Linked DNA regions of Zea mays: regions 1 and 3 are each linked to region 2. Evidence: chromatin contacts called from public Hi-C data. All regions are on one chromosome and are shown on one strand. Each heading gives the region's core, a stretch centred on a gene start, on an enhancer-like site or on the middle of the called end of the contact. The rest is flanking DNA. Distances are from core to core; before and after follow the strand shown.

Region 1 (4,659 bases), core at 1,536-4,035, 190 kb after region 2:
GTGCCTGCCTGTTGCCTCTGTCTTCAATTATTGTCCGAAAAGTGTTTCTGTTGCATTGCAGTTTAAGATATACGGAGTACTCCCTCCATATGCCAAAATATCATTCTTTCTGGCACACTTTTTTCCGTCTACTTTCGTTCAAATGATAATAAATATAGACGTATACATACAAACAACATTTATATATTCCTTAATAAATATATAATTAATCTAAAACGAAATATATTTTAGGACGGACTGAATATATTTTTCACATTTAATCGCCTGAACCTAAACAGAGTCGATTCTACTAGCATTTTTTTCTCTAAAAATGGTGAGTTGTATAATTAGAATATTATTGATGTCATGTCTATTGGGGATAAATAGTTAAATTCTTTTTATTGAGAAACAATTGTCAACAATAATATGATGAATTTATTTTTTTAAAAGTTTGCTCCTAATCCGTGGTTGTTTGGGACTACTCTAGCTCCATAAAAATTAGTGAAGTTGGTGCAGGAGGTCATTAGATAGTCCAGAAAATCGTGGAGATGTTGTTATGAACCTTTAGAAGACATTTATACAGGTCGTTTTATTTATTATTTAAATTAAAAATGAAACAGTCCCAAACACCTACCCAAGTGAAAGAGTTCTCTTTGAAGAATCCTCGTGGTAAGGTAGATTCTGAAAATATCCTAGGGCTCCACAGACCAAGGAGCAAAATGCTGGATATATTAGGCGCTAACTGAAACATGCATGTCAGCATGTGTGCCGGACTAACGATTGGACAACTTAAAGCGTGTTTTGGTTCACGTAACAGTGTAACAGTACCGTGTGGAACCACCGGCAAGCTATAAAGTCACGAACCGACTTGTTTCCCTCAGAACCATCACATTGATGTGCTAAATTTCAAACCTAAATCATCGTTTGAACAGTTGTTTACATAAAAATCGTCTTCTGTATATTTTTACTCTCTAAAAGTTTTTCTAGCTTGTTTGAATTCCAGAGAGTTATACTCGTTTTCTATCTTTAACTAGCAAGAAATCTCCAGAAATAGAAGATGCATGACAATATTTAGAGCTTATTTGAAGTACCACGGTTTCTAAGAATTTGGTTTTATCCCTAGTTTCTAAAAACTGATTTATTGAGAGAGAGAAATGAGTATACCGGTTTGGAACCTAGTTTCTTGAAACTAGTTTCTAGCTTTTTTTTTTTAAAAAAAAGGTAAGTCTACCTTTACTCTATTTTAAAAGTAAATGATTCAATTATTCCGTTCATTTTTCTTTGCTACTAATGTTAAATATATATTGAACTCATATTTTTAATTCAAAATTTTCAAATATTAAATAAACATTCAAAATGGGTAGAGAAGGCATCGAGGAGATCGCATGCATAGGCCTGAGAGTGGTGGCAATCATCGTAATTTCCATCAAACCAACTAAGGGCAATACGTAATTTGTCGGGCAAAACTGATTTTAGCTCAGGAAGGTATCTTCTTGGTTTCTTAGAAACTGTCTATTCAATTTCTAAAAATTGAAGCATAAATTGGTCTATTTGGAAGTACCCTAGTTTCTTAAAAAATTAGTGCTTCCAAACATACACTAGATAACTATTTTACAAGGTTAGATAAAATGCTTTACGAAAATCTCCATTCCTACTCATCAAAAGGGCTATACACACATGGAGTGCTTGATATTCAAACCTTTCATAAAGAATGTTTTATATATGAGCTCAAAAACGGAGAGCACTAGTAACCAAATTTTGGCATTACATGATGATCTTCTATATCTATATAATCTATTAAGGCACCTGATGATACCACGACTTCACCCTCCGTGCTACCACAACGTGCAAAAAATAGTGCAAAGCGAGCACTCGAATCCATACCGCCTTGCTCCAAACATTTGGGATAACGACCAAACCCCACATACCTTAGTGTTTATAAATATCTCAATATCTATTTATCTATACTACACTACTGCTGTGGATCCAAGCGCCTACACAGTCAGCATCTGCGCCTGCTCAACACCCGACCGTACTCACGCAGCTACCACGCCGCGCAAAAAAGTGCAGCTACCCCCAACTCTGGAATTTGGGTCTAACCACCAGACCACACGTACTTTAGTGTTTAGAAATAAACAATAATTATATTTAAATAAATATATTAATACTTATTTATATGATATATAAAAACCGTAGCAAAGCACGGTCAACTAGCTAGTTAGAACCTTGTACGCTGGAGTAACTACTAAAAGATAAAAAAAGGAATTATGACCACTTCTACATGTATGTTCCCCTGTCCTGAAATCAGTGAAGGATCCGATCCAGACAAAATTATAGGAGGGGCTAAAGTAAACTGTTATATTAGATATAATCTCACTAAATCACTCACGTATGTAATACTTTAAAGTGACATTATATTAAAACATCAATGAACAATATAATCATAAAATACATATTATATATCTTAAATTTTAGAGAGGGCTTTGGTAGGGCTTGAGCCCCACCCCTGCTCTGGAATGAAAGTCTTCACAACAAAAGGGTGTGTATTAAAAAGAGTGGTTGGGCAAGGTGTAAACCGGAAGAACGTTCAACTCAACCAGTTGAAAGCTGCAAGCGCAAGCAGCGCGTTGCAACTTCAGCAATGACCGAAGAGTCTAGCGTTTCTTGGGGAACGGGGAACGTCTCGCAGGCTGCTGCTGCTGCGGCTGCCGTTTTCTACATCTCTGGGGAGAATTGCTGGGCCATTCAGCGTGTGGGTCCCGTCCTAGATTTCGTTATATATATGAGAGAGCAGTGGCAGCTCGTCAGGTCGCAGTAACATCAGCAGAGCGAGAGCCAAATCGCAACTCCAGCCTCTTCGGAAGCATTCTCTCCCCAAGATTTCAGAGCAGAGAAGGTTGCGCCGTTCCCACACCGAGACCACCAGGTAAGGAGCATCATCAGTCAGTCCAGTCCTTTGCTTCTGCTCTCGGATTAGATTAGTTTGGGGCTTGTGTTCTTGATTAGGACTGGGATTAGTCTACGACCTGCTAGATGCGGATGCAATACTGGGACCTCTACCTGCTAGCTAAGCTATATAGTGAAGAGCCTTGAACCAAAAGTTTCATTAGCAATGACGTACGCTAGCCGGGTGTTCCTTCCCTTCCCCCAGGTTCATGAATCCTACCCCGGTTCAATGCAATTCAGGCTGTTTCTTCCACGTTTTCTGATGCACCCATCCTTCGTGCATAATAAAAATTTTAAAAGTAAAAAAAAAACATATCTTTTTAAGTCTCGCTGACTTCTTTTTGCCATGGCAAGAGCTGCGACTGCAAGGAAGAGAATTGTAGGCATGGCTGCTATATTTCGCGTCTAGCTTTTTGTTTACACCGGCCGGTGTGGTTGCCGCCGTGGAAGTCCTTGTCTGCCTTGGCCTGACCTCCTCGAGTCGTTTCCGCCGGCTGCTTGTTGCCAGTGTTTGTTTGGTTCACTTCATTCTTCTCTCTGACTTTGACTCTGTCACCAGAGCAGAGCACAGCACAGCACTCAGCACAGCCGGTTCTCTCTCTGTTCTTTGCAAGTTGCTTCAGATGTCTCTGTTCATTCGACCTGCTAAACCTGAATTTGCGATTCTGAAAATGACCTTTTCCAGGACGAGTCTTCAATTTATGGGATTGTACCGCAACGAATGGGCTGAAGCTCTGGGCATAGAGATCTCCAGCCCGAGGGCCAAGGACGGCACCATGGTAGTGAACAGGAGGACCGGCTTTTCCAACGGCAAGCTGATGCCGTCGCTGAGCTTCAAGCTGTGGGAGGCAGAGGCGGTAGTCGCTTCCATGGACCACGACGGCAGGGCCAGCGAGTGCCTGCGGGATTCCGTTCCGGAGTTGGTGTTCATGGCGTCTCCGACTACGACCACCCCGAGCCCGCGGGTGTCGTCCAGCCCCAAATGCGAGCTGGACGCCGCGGCGGTGAAGCTCCAGAAGGTGTACAAGAGCTACCGCACGCGGCGGAACCTCGCCGACTGCGCCGTGGTCATCGAGGAGCTGTGGTGGAAGGCGCTGGACTTCGCGTCCCTCAAGCACAGCTCCGTCTCCTTCTTCAACGGCGGCAAGCCCGAGACGGCGGCGTCGCGCTGGGCCCGCGCCAGGACTAGGGTGGCCAAGGTAGCAACCTCGATCGCCGCCGCTAGCTTTACAGCTGTCCTTTCATCGAAAATGCTGCTAGAGATGCGTTTGAACTGCTGAGCGAACCACATCGAAATCGTAGCGGCTTGACGTGTGAGCTTTGTTTTGTTCGCTTGCTTTTGTTTAGCTTGGCAAGGGGCTGTCCAAGAACGGCAAGGCGCAGAAGCTGGCGCGGCAGCACTGGCTCGAAGCTGTAAGCCACATGCTACATAATAACCTAGGACATAGTCCTATATAAACAAGTGATTCTTGTAGATCCAGTGAGATCATTAGTTGTTTACTAATGCTGCTGCTTTTGCGTCCGTGTCTATGCTGGCAGATTGACCCGAGGCATCGGTATGGCCACAATCTGCACATCTATTACGATGTCTGGTCCAAGAGCGAGAGCACGGAGCCCTTCTTTTATTGGTAATTAGTGAAGCTGCTGGATTCATCTGTTGCTGCTCCATTTGACTTGGTCATCTTTCAAATAGCAAGTAATACATCTATTATTATTAATGCCTGCTTTGATGAA
Region 2 (4,449 bases), core at 1,039-3,538:
TGAGGTTATCTTCGTATAGAATGTTTATTAGTTTTGGTAACTTATTTACAATTTTTTATCGACATTAGAATATTTTATGGATTTTAATTGCATTTTGATGGTTTTCTACATAAAGAAATGAATTTCATGAAATTTGATGGAGAGGGCAACATATGTTTACATAGAATTCTCAAAAAACAATACTTTCGTTTCACTTTCACTTATTGCCTGAGTTACATGTGAAATCACCAGAGGTATCCAAGTTTGAACATAAACAATACTTAACTTTTATCATTTTTGTGTGGGTACTTGAGATCATTTTCTTGTAGAATGTTTATTAGTCTCGATAACTATTTGCAATTTCTGGTCGACACTAGAATATAAACTTTATGAATTTAATTGAATTTTAACGATTTTCTACATAAATAAATTAATAATACGCAAAATAGCATTAGAAATTCATGGAATTTTATGGAGGTGTAGCATATGTCCACATATAATACTAAAAAAATGTTGGGATTTAAGGAAGAGCTAAATGATTACAAGAACTATGATATGTGTGGCGATGTCTTACACGATATCCGATTTTTTTATTGATGCTACCCGTGTCCAACTAGTTCCGTATTCGACACACGACTATCCGTATATGTATATGAGAACATATGTATTTGTATTCGTATTCGAATTCGAATAAAAATATAAAAACAAATATGGTTTCAGTGATATATCTGTCCATATTCGATCCGATTACATGCCCTAATTGTATGTGAACACAGTCTTCGAATGCATATATAAAGAACCGATATAGTAGTCCTGTGTTTGGCTAATAGTTAATCTACTTATTAGAATTGCTGTAAGGTTATTAATTTTTAGCCCTAGTTAAGTGAGCGCAAGGCACTTAGAGCATGTACATTGGTGTTTAAGGTAGATGCTATACAAGCATATTTAATTTTATATTTATTAGTGCGCTACATTTATAGACACTTCATTTTATAATATAATCTATTAATTGTCTCTTTTGCTTAGAGAATCGTTTTGATGTCTTCCTACTGTACATGGCCTTATCTTTGGGTATTGGGCCACTCCAGCCGACCGATTCCTTGTAAGATTGGGCGCGGCCAAAAAAAATGGACAGGTTCAATTTGCACGCGCGGATGATGCCTTCGTGTGCTTTGGCTACACATAAAACAGGTTCAGTTTTGCAGGGAGACAGACGTAGACAAATTACCTACCTGCCTTGAGCTAGCGTTGCATTGCATATATGCTGAGTCGATCCAGTGACGTCTACGGCACCCATTCACCCTCCTCGTTTAATAGCTTATCTCGCTCGCTCGCCGATGGTCACTCCAACTACAAGTAGGACCAGAGTACACTTTTACATTTTGAATTCAATTCTTCTATCCCTTTCGACTATATTGCAGTCGAATACACGCATGCATACATACAATACGAATATATAGCGTGGGGGAAATTGTGCAATAATCACATGGTTATACCACCAGCCAAGCAAAAGCAGAGGAGAACCAGGGACGCAGTTAACAAACTCGTGCAGGACAAACGTATTAATTACAGTTACACCCAGGCATTTCTCACATAGGTCTTCAACTTTAGCCAACCACCTCACCCGGCCCCAGCGCCACACAGCAAAGCAAAGCACAGACAGAACTAGCAACGACGTCTGTATACAAACGTCACACGGCCATTTCGCTCCAACCCCCCTCAGCTTCCCCTAAATTACGTAACGTAACGTACCGTACCCGTGTATCGACAGAGAGACCAGACCACCAGCAAGTGACGACGCCGCCCCGGCCCGGCCTAGCCGCAGAGCGCGCCGACCTCCCGGAGCCGCGGGACTAGGAGGCCGCTGAGGTGGAGCCCCATGAGCCCGTCCAGCCCGCCCACGGGCGCGCCGCCCACGAACAGCGCCGGCACGGCGGCGGCGGCGGCGGCCGACGCCGCGGCCTCCTCGGCGGCCTCCTCCAGCTCGATCACCGTCGCGTGCGCGCCCACGGCCGCCAGCAGCTGCCGCATCACGTGGCACATGCAGCACCCGCGCCAGGCGAAGATCACCACGGGGCTCTCGCGGACCAACCGCCCCACGCGCTCCGCGGGGGCCTCCCCGTCGCCAGCCGGGTCGATGGTCAGGCCCAGCCGCCCGCCGACGCAGCTCACACCTCCCTGCATGTCCAGACGACGACGGATGGGATGGGCACAAGGCTCCTTGGTTGGGACTTGGGAGACTGGGATTTCAGGGGGGGGGCTATGACTAACTAGTTCACGGCGTCAGTGCCTGGTAGCGTGGTCGCCGTCAAGATCCGGGCCGGAGGACGTGGGGGAGGCCCGTATATATAGGAGCTGCCGCACATGGAGGAGTGACGTCAGGCGGAAGGCGACGCCCAACGGTGGGGCCCAGATGGCGTCACGTGGTGGATGAGCGGGAAGGGAAGGGACTTGAAGCAAAGTGCGACCCCTCTCCTCGCTTCGGTGCGCGTGGGGCTCATATAGCGATACCGACGCGCGCTCACCAAAAAGAATAGCGTGCGTAGCGTAGGGATCCTCGGCTGCGCGAGCAACCTCGACCCGCGGGTGGCCGATTGATCTGGCCGGTAATAGAACGGCTTCATTCTAAAACAAAATTAGAATAGAACTATTTTATTTTAGTTGACTCTCTAATTAAACGTACCCTTAATTAGCGCTAAAATTGATACAATGACCAATAGTGCTTCTATTGTCTGAATTCATATCCCACTATTTAGATTGTACTATGAGTTATTATTATTTTTAGGATAGCAGGTATACGAAAGTTAGAAAAGAACGGATGTATGCAACGGCAAGTTCTAGGGCTCCCTGCAGTTGCCATACGGCGGGATAGACACTGGCAAATACGGTGGGATAGACACTGGCAAGGTGGTCACCAAGCAATGACGACGTCATGTCACCAAGTTCATTTTGATGGCTAGAGGTAACCCTAGATTACTTCATATTTCGGGAAATGCAACTAAAACCAACATGGAAACATGATGGTATCATTCCTTGTCGATAGTATCCTTGGCTTCTATCGCTTGAAGCTCCTCCAAGACTTCGGAGCTTAATCATAGGACCAGAGAAACATGGCGCCAGTTTAAAGCACTTTTACCGGGGGGCGTAGCATCGAACCTAGGGCACCCAATTGGTGTCCGCTGCATGTCACTATTCTCCGTTCTTTATCAGGTTGAATGGACAAAATAGTTTTGCCTTCACCTTCTAGAGAAACACAATGGGACCATCAACCTCATCGAATTTCTCTAAATTTATGCTACAGTCATCCTTGTTGCTATAGATTATGGCAAACTATTTTCATGTAGCCTTGATCAGGCTAGCCTAGTCATGGCCCATAATCTATAGCTTTAAGGGCCAACAATACTACCAAGCAATCCATCAATAACAAGACAAAAACCAAGAAAGAACCATCATCTAGTAGGGTGGAAGTGCACGCAAAGACTAAAGAAAGGCTAGAATCAACATCCTCATTAATGGGGTGTTTGGTTTGAGGAATGAGTTAGTCCATTATCTTCTCACTCCTCATTTTTTTGTTTGGTTTGTGGAATGGAATGAGTTAATCCATCACCACCTCATTCCTCATAGTTAGTTATTTAGTACTAATATATGGAATGGAGTCATCCCACTAAATTTGAGGAATGGACACATGATGCATCATTTCATTTTGGATATAGTGATTCCTCAAACCAACACCTCATAAGTGAAAGTGATGAAGAGCAATTTGAAGAGATTGGCGATATTACCTTAATTGTGAAGTGATATTGTAAAGGGCCAAATAAGGAAGGATACAAGGATGTGAAAAGGAGGTTTCCAAACAAGAAAAAGAGAACTTGCTGAAATTGTTTAAGAACTGAGCACTTTATTACACAACTTCTTTAGATGTGACAAACATTTAGTTATTTGGATGTCACTCCACCAAAATCCCATTCCTATGTGTCAACTAAAGTGCCATAAATCTAACCAACAATCCAATTATCCACTCAAGAACTAAACATATAGAAATATGCCATCACTTCTTTAGAGATCACGAAACAAAAGGTGAAATCATAATCCATCATGTATGAACCAAAAAACAACTAGCCAATATCTTCACAAAGTCTCTTGATGATTAAATGTTTTGCAAATTGATGAGTGAACTAAACATTCTTGATTTTTGAAACGTTGCTTGAAATCTCACATAATCTGGTTGATGGTCTACCATAATAAAAATAAAATTTAAATGTGATCATGCCCATATGATTCAATTAATGTTACATTTTTGCTCCTATTCTATTTCTTTTAAAACTTTTATGAGCAGAATATGTGCTTGATAAATATTTATGTATATTAGTGTTGTTGGAACAATCCAATTTATTTTTCTCAAAGCATATGGGCAACAACAGTGTTGTTCTAGGCGCAACAGTGCGAGACCCAGACAATGTCGGGTGTCAC
Region 3 (4,245 bases), core at 302-2,801, 160 kb after region 2:
AATTCTGAGACTCTGCCGGTTCGATTTCTAAAATACATGAAACAACTAAGAAATTGTATGATACAATCATGAGACATATTATAAATGCAGCCAAAAGACAACATGTATGGAGAGTCGCGAAGAGCCTGTCTTTTGTATTTTTTTTTCACTTAGCCCCTTACAGATCTCTCATAAAACCTCATATTAAATAGGGTTGTACATGTGTACGTACATTTTTATACACGTTAGTTTAATATGATAAACACTTTTGTTTATTACCAGTCAAATTAATTTAATTATAGTATATGTTGGGACCTCCTATACCGAAGATCATTTGCTTAACCAGTTAACCTCTTATTTCGGCACAAGTTAGTGTGTTTGAGGAGTATGACTACTAATGGACGAAGCCAACCTTCGGTTGGGAAGGTGTGCAAAGTAGCTTGATACGTGACGATCACTTGAATCTCAAAAAATACTGGTCTAAAACCTAGCTTCGGCGATTGACAAGTGCATTTCAGAGATGTTATTACAGGAGTACCAAGCCAAGCTTCGACGGAAAGCGGCATACAAAAACACCATCTAAATGCAAGCGGTAAGGATAGTAGCCGAAGATAGCAGTTTCGGCCATAAGCCGAAAAGATGAAGCAACTAGGCGACGAAGGCTGGAACTCATGAAGTTAAGAAAGAAGAAAAGTACATTATTGCTCCGATACTGTTTGTAAATGACTTATGTAAAAATGGATGGGCATTGTTGTAAATCCATACTAGGTCGGTTTATCTCCTCTATAAATATATGAACAGTATCCTACATAAAGTACTTTTATCCAGGTGCTACAGCTTCATATAGCTGAACTTCGAAACACCTTTGTGCTATCTTGCATCAAGAAGGCGAATGTATGATTGTAAACTTGTATTGTATGAAGAGAGAAATAATATCCTAAGGCATATGATATGAGTTCTCATATCTCACTTCGTCTTACTTCATGCATTTTGCTCAACTGCATTCAACCTTCGTCCTTGAAGAGTTATCCCGAAGGGATAATACTTCAGGGACGAAGGCTTCCACCCTTTAACATTGTGTTTCCTTGTTTTTATTATATACAGCAATTGAAAACAATTGACCAACAGTATAATGAACGACTAAACATGTTACATATTTAAGGCCCCGTTTGGTTTAGTCCCTTCATTTTAATTCCATTTAGTTTCTAAATTGCCAAACAGTGAGACTAAAACAGGCACTAAACTATTTTAGTCTCTAGTTCTTCAAATGGTGACTAAAAAGAACTAAACCGTATTAATTCTAGTTTTTGTCTCTCATTTATTTCAGTTGCACTAACGGCGGGAGAATGATAAAGAGTATTTTAGTTCTCTTATGATAAAGAGTAAACTTTAGTCTTCTAATTAAACTTTAGTAGTCTAGAACCAAACGGCCCTGCGTTTCAGTACGTAAACGGCAGGGAGGTTGTGACAACCAATAATCCGATCCAAAAGAATGAGCCCGTTTCATAAGCAGGCCGATCTATAGGGTGGGGTGTTTGGAATTAATCAAGGCCCATCAGAGGTTTGAGGTCTACTCAGTTGGGCCATTAGTGGGGACCGAGACCGAGGGCTTCCCTTGATGCTGGCTTTGCAGGTAGAACCGTAGAAATGTTGATGCCATTATAGGGTTCATCAACACAAAAGTAATGTAGTAACGATGTAGATCCTTCCTTTCCCCTCGATTATGAAAACTTTTCTTGCCAATAGAATATAGTTTGAACTGTCATTGCGCCTTTCCAGAAAACGTTCCGATCATTAGTGAAAATATTCTAAAAATGGAAGTTTTACTTAAAAATTGAAGTTTTCATATAAAGGTAAGAGCAACTCCAGTAGTTCTTTAAAAGACTTCCTAAATCAATAATTTAGGTAGTTAATATGAAAACTATTCTCCAACAGTTCTCTAAATGAACTTTCTAAATTTAACAACTTGTCATCTAACCTCATTTTCTCTTTACATTTGGCAACCATTTAACAACTCTCTAAACAAAAAAGTTGACTGCATTATATAGTTTTTGTGACTTTTTTTTATGTGGATAAATACAAAATAAAATTACAACCTATATTTAGAGAACTATTGGAGAACTCACATTTTTTTACTCCAAAAGTCATTTAGCAACTTCTTAAATATGTGATTTAGAGAGCTAAAATTTGCATAACTATTGGAGTTGCTCTAACACTAGTACAGAGAAGCTCTATTAAAGGATTTAGTTGGCTATTTTTAGAACCTGATAAAAAATATTAATTAAAAGTTTCTTATGGAGAAATAAAAGATAAATATTCTATTGCTGGGCTCTTGCAATTTGGCTAATAACAAACACTTGTCCCTCTATTAAAGGGTGTTTAATTGGATTCCTAGGTCTAAACTTCAGTCTGAGTCACATCGATGTTTGGATATGGATTAGTAGAACTAAATGCAACCTAATTATAGAGCTAACTATATAAGCCATAGCTAATTTGCGAGATAAACCACCTATTAATCCTAATTAATCCATGAAGATGTGATAATTATGAATTGATTGTATTTAAAGATTTGTTTCACGAATTGGCCATGAATTATTCGGCTAGCTCATATTTAGTTTTCTGAATTGACGTATGAACATCTAATATAATCCGGATTAAACTTTAGTCCAAAGATCTAAACAACATTGTATTGGGCTGGTGGGCTCTCAGATAAAGAGAGCGTTTGTCCAGATTGCATCAGAAGCGTGTGACAATGCTTTGGTATTTTATACAGAAGATGTTTGACAAAGGTTTTAAAATCTCTGTACCAAAAACCATAGTATTACTAATACTCTAGCAGAAACTTTGGTCTAGACTGGAGTTTTTGTCTCGCCATGTACTCTAGTTCTGCTATAGCATTAAAAACACTGTAGTACCGTAAAACCGTGATATTGAAAAACTTTGGTCTTAGAAACAGACCCTTAGACTGTGTAAAATATGGGATGCGGAACTGTAGATGACACTGTTTAACACTGTTTAGATAGAGAAGTTTGAAATAGGGAGTGAGATAGAGGATGGAATAGAATATCTGTTGGAGATAGTCTTAGGACATGTTTGTTTCATATTATAGTTTATATAATCTAGATTATAATTTGTATGTAGCTGTTTGGATGGCAAGATTATATGAATGAAGATTATTGATTTTTGAGACACAAACGCAAAGACAACAATACCGTGCGTGCGTGTGATTTGGGGAAAGAAGGAAAATGACAGATGTTGTAATTTTATGAAAATAATCATGTGTAGTGGATCTTTTACCAAAAACAATCTCAAATAATCTTGTACTCTTGAGGAGATTATGAGATTATTATGATATAAAGCTATAACCTAGATATTTATTTACCTACTAAATTATTTACGCTGAATTATATAATCTATATTAGACTATAATCCAAACCTCAGTCGGCGTACGTAATAGCTAGTGTCACACACTTTGGACAGCTGTCTTGTGTCCGGAATGTGTCGCAGAGGTGGCGGTCCTCGCAAGCTCGATGTGGCGTCATCAATCAAACCTTAAAAGCGAGTTCCGCTACCCTGTCAGTCCGTTTCAGCCGAGGTGACGCAAACGCTTGGGTCATCTGCGTTGACCGCCCAGCGACTCCTACTGCATTTTTACTAGAGATGTCAATGGGGACCCGATACCCGATAACTCATGGGGAATTCTCCTATTAGGGTACGGGTATGGGACAAAAATTGTCCCCATGGATATGGATATGGGACAAAATCTCCACCCATTGGGTAAACGAGTATGGGTTTGGAAAGCAATAATCCGAACCCGATTACCCATGGGTATTTCATACGCGTACATCTGTCCTGTTTGTATGAATGAGTTGAGGCCGAGTCGGCCATTAAACCTAGCAGACTCCATTTCTTATATTGGTCCCAAGTACTGATTTCTTTTTTGATGGATGGATGAATGGATAATGGTTCATGGATGAGTGCTTGCCAATGTGGTGATATATGAAATCTGGATAGTTTATGCTAGATGTTAGTATCTAGTTATTCCTTAATTGGGGATGGGAACCCATTGAGGACCCGAAACCGAATAGGGATGGGTATGAGATGAGTTTTGTACCCATGATGGGTATATATAGGTATGGGTATGGGGATGTATCAAACATAATGGGGATGAGTCTGGGATGCTATAACCCGATGGGGAATTACCCATTGACATCTCTAATTTTTACTAATTAAACTGGCCGCGGTGGTGAATATAATGAAGTTGTC

What was found. Hi-C and Micro-C count contacts between places; a contact is called where the count stands out from the background.
Region 1: a Hi-C map of ear shows a contact between it and region 2, with 3 times the contacts expected there. The contact joins the promoter of LOC100285050 here to the promoter of LOC100281624 in region 2. A contact is called at or near these places in 6 of 25 Hi-C or Micro-C datasets (bundle sheath, ear, leaf and 1 more) and 2 of 3 datasets of contacts at active chromatin or transcription factors (leaf and seedling).
Region 3: a contact with region 2 is called in a Hi-C map of leaf, with 5 times the contacts expected there. The contact joins the enhancer-like site here to the promoter of LOC100281624 in region 2. A contact is called at or near these places in 14 of 25 Hi-C or Micro-C datasets (bundle sheath, ear, endosperm and 5 more) and 2 of 3 datasets of contacts at active chromatin or transcription factors (leaf and seedling).

The regions. Positions count from the first base shown.
Region 1 is chr6:143,393,345-143,398,003 of Zm-B73-REFERENCE-NAM-5.0, forward strand. It overlaps LOC100285050 (calmodulin binding protein), which reads left to right and starts at 2,786. Exons shown (of 9, transcript NM_001157945.1): 1 at 2,786-2,905; 2 at 3,611-4,124; 3 at 4,273-4,338; 4 at 4,465-4,553. The coding sequence starts at 3,627.
Region 2 is chr6:143,206,918-143,211,366 of Zm-B73-REFERENCE-NAM-5.0, forward strand. It overlaps LOC100281624, which reads right to left and starts at 2,289. Exons shown (of 1, transcript NM_001154543.2): 1 at 1,515-2,289. The coding sequence starts at 2,163. The coding sequence ends at 1,795.
Region 3 is chr6:143,362,785-143,367,029 of Zm-B73-REFERENCE-NAM-5.0, forward strand. No RefSeq gene overlaps it. Among protein-coding and RNA genes, the nearest start is that of LOC100285050, 31 kb to the right of the region's middle. Within about 2 kb of position 1,552, at least 15 of the 20 cell types and tissues checked have an H3K27ac peak or open chromatin away from gene starts, as enhancers often do. A contact at or near this core is called in bundle sheath, ear, leaf and 2 more, where this site is marked.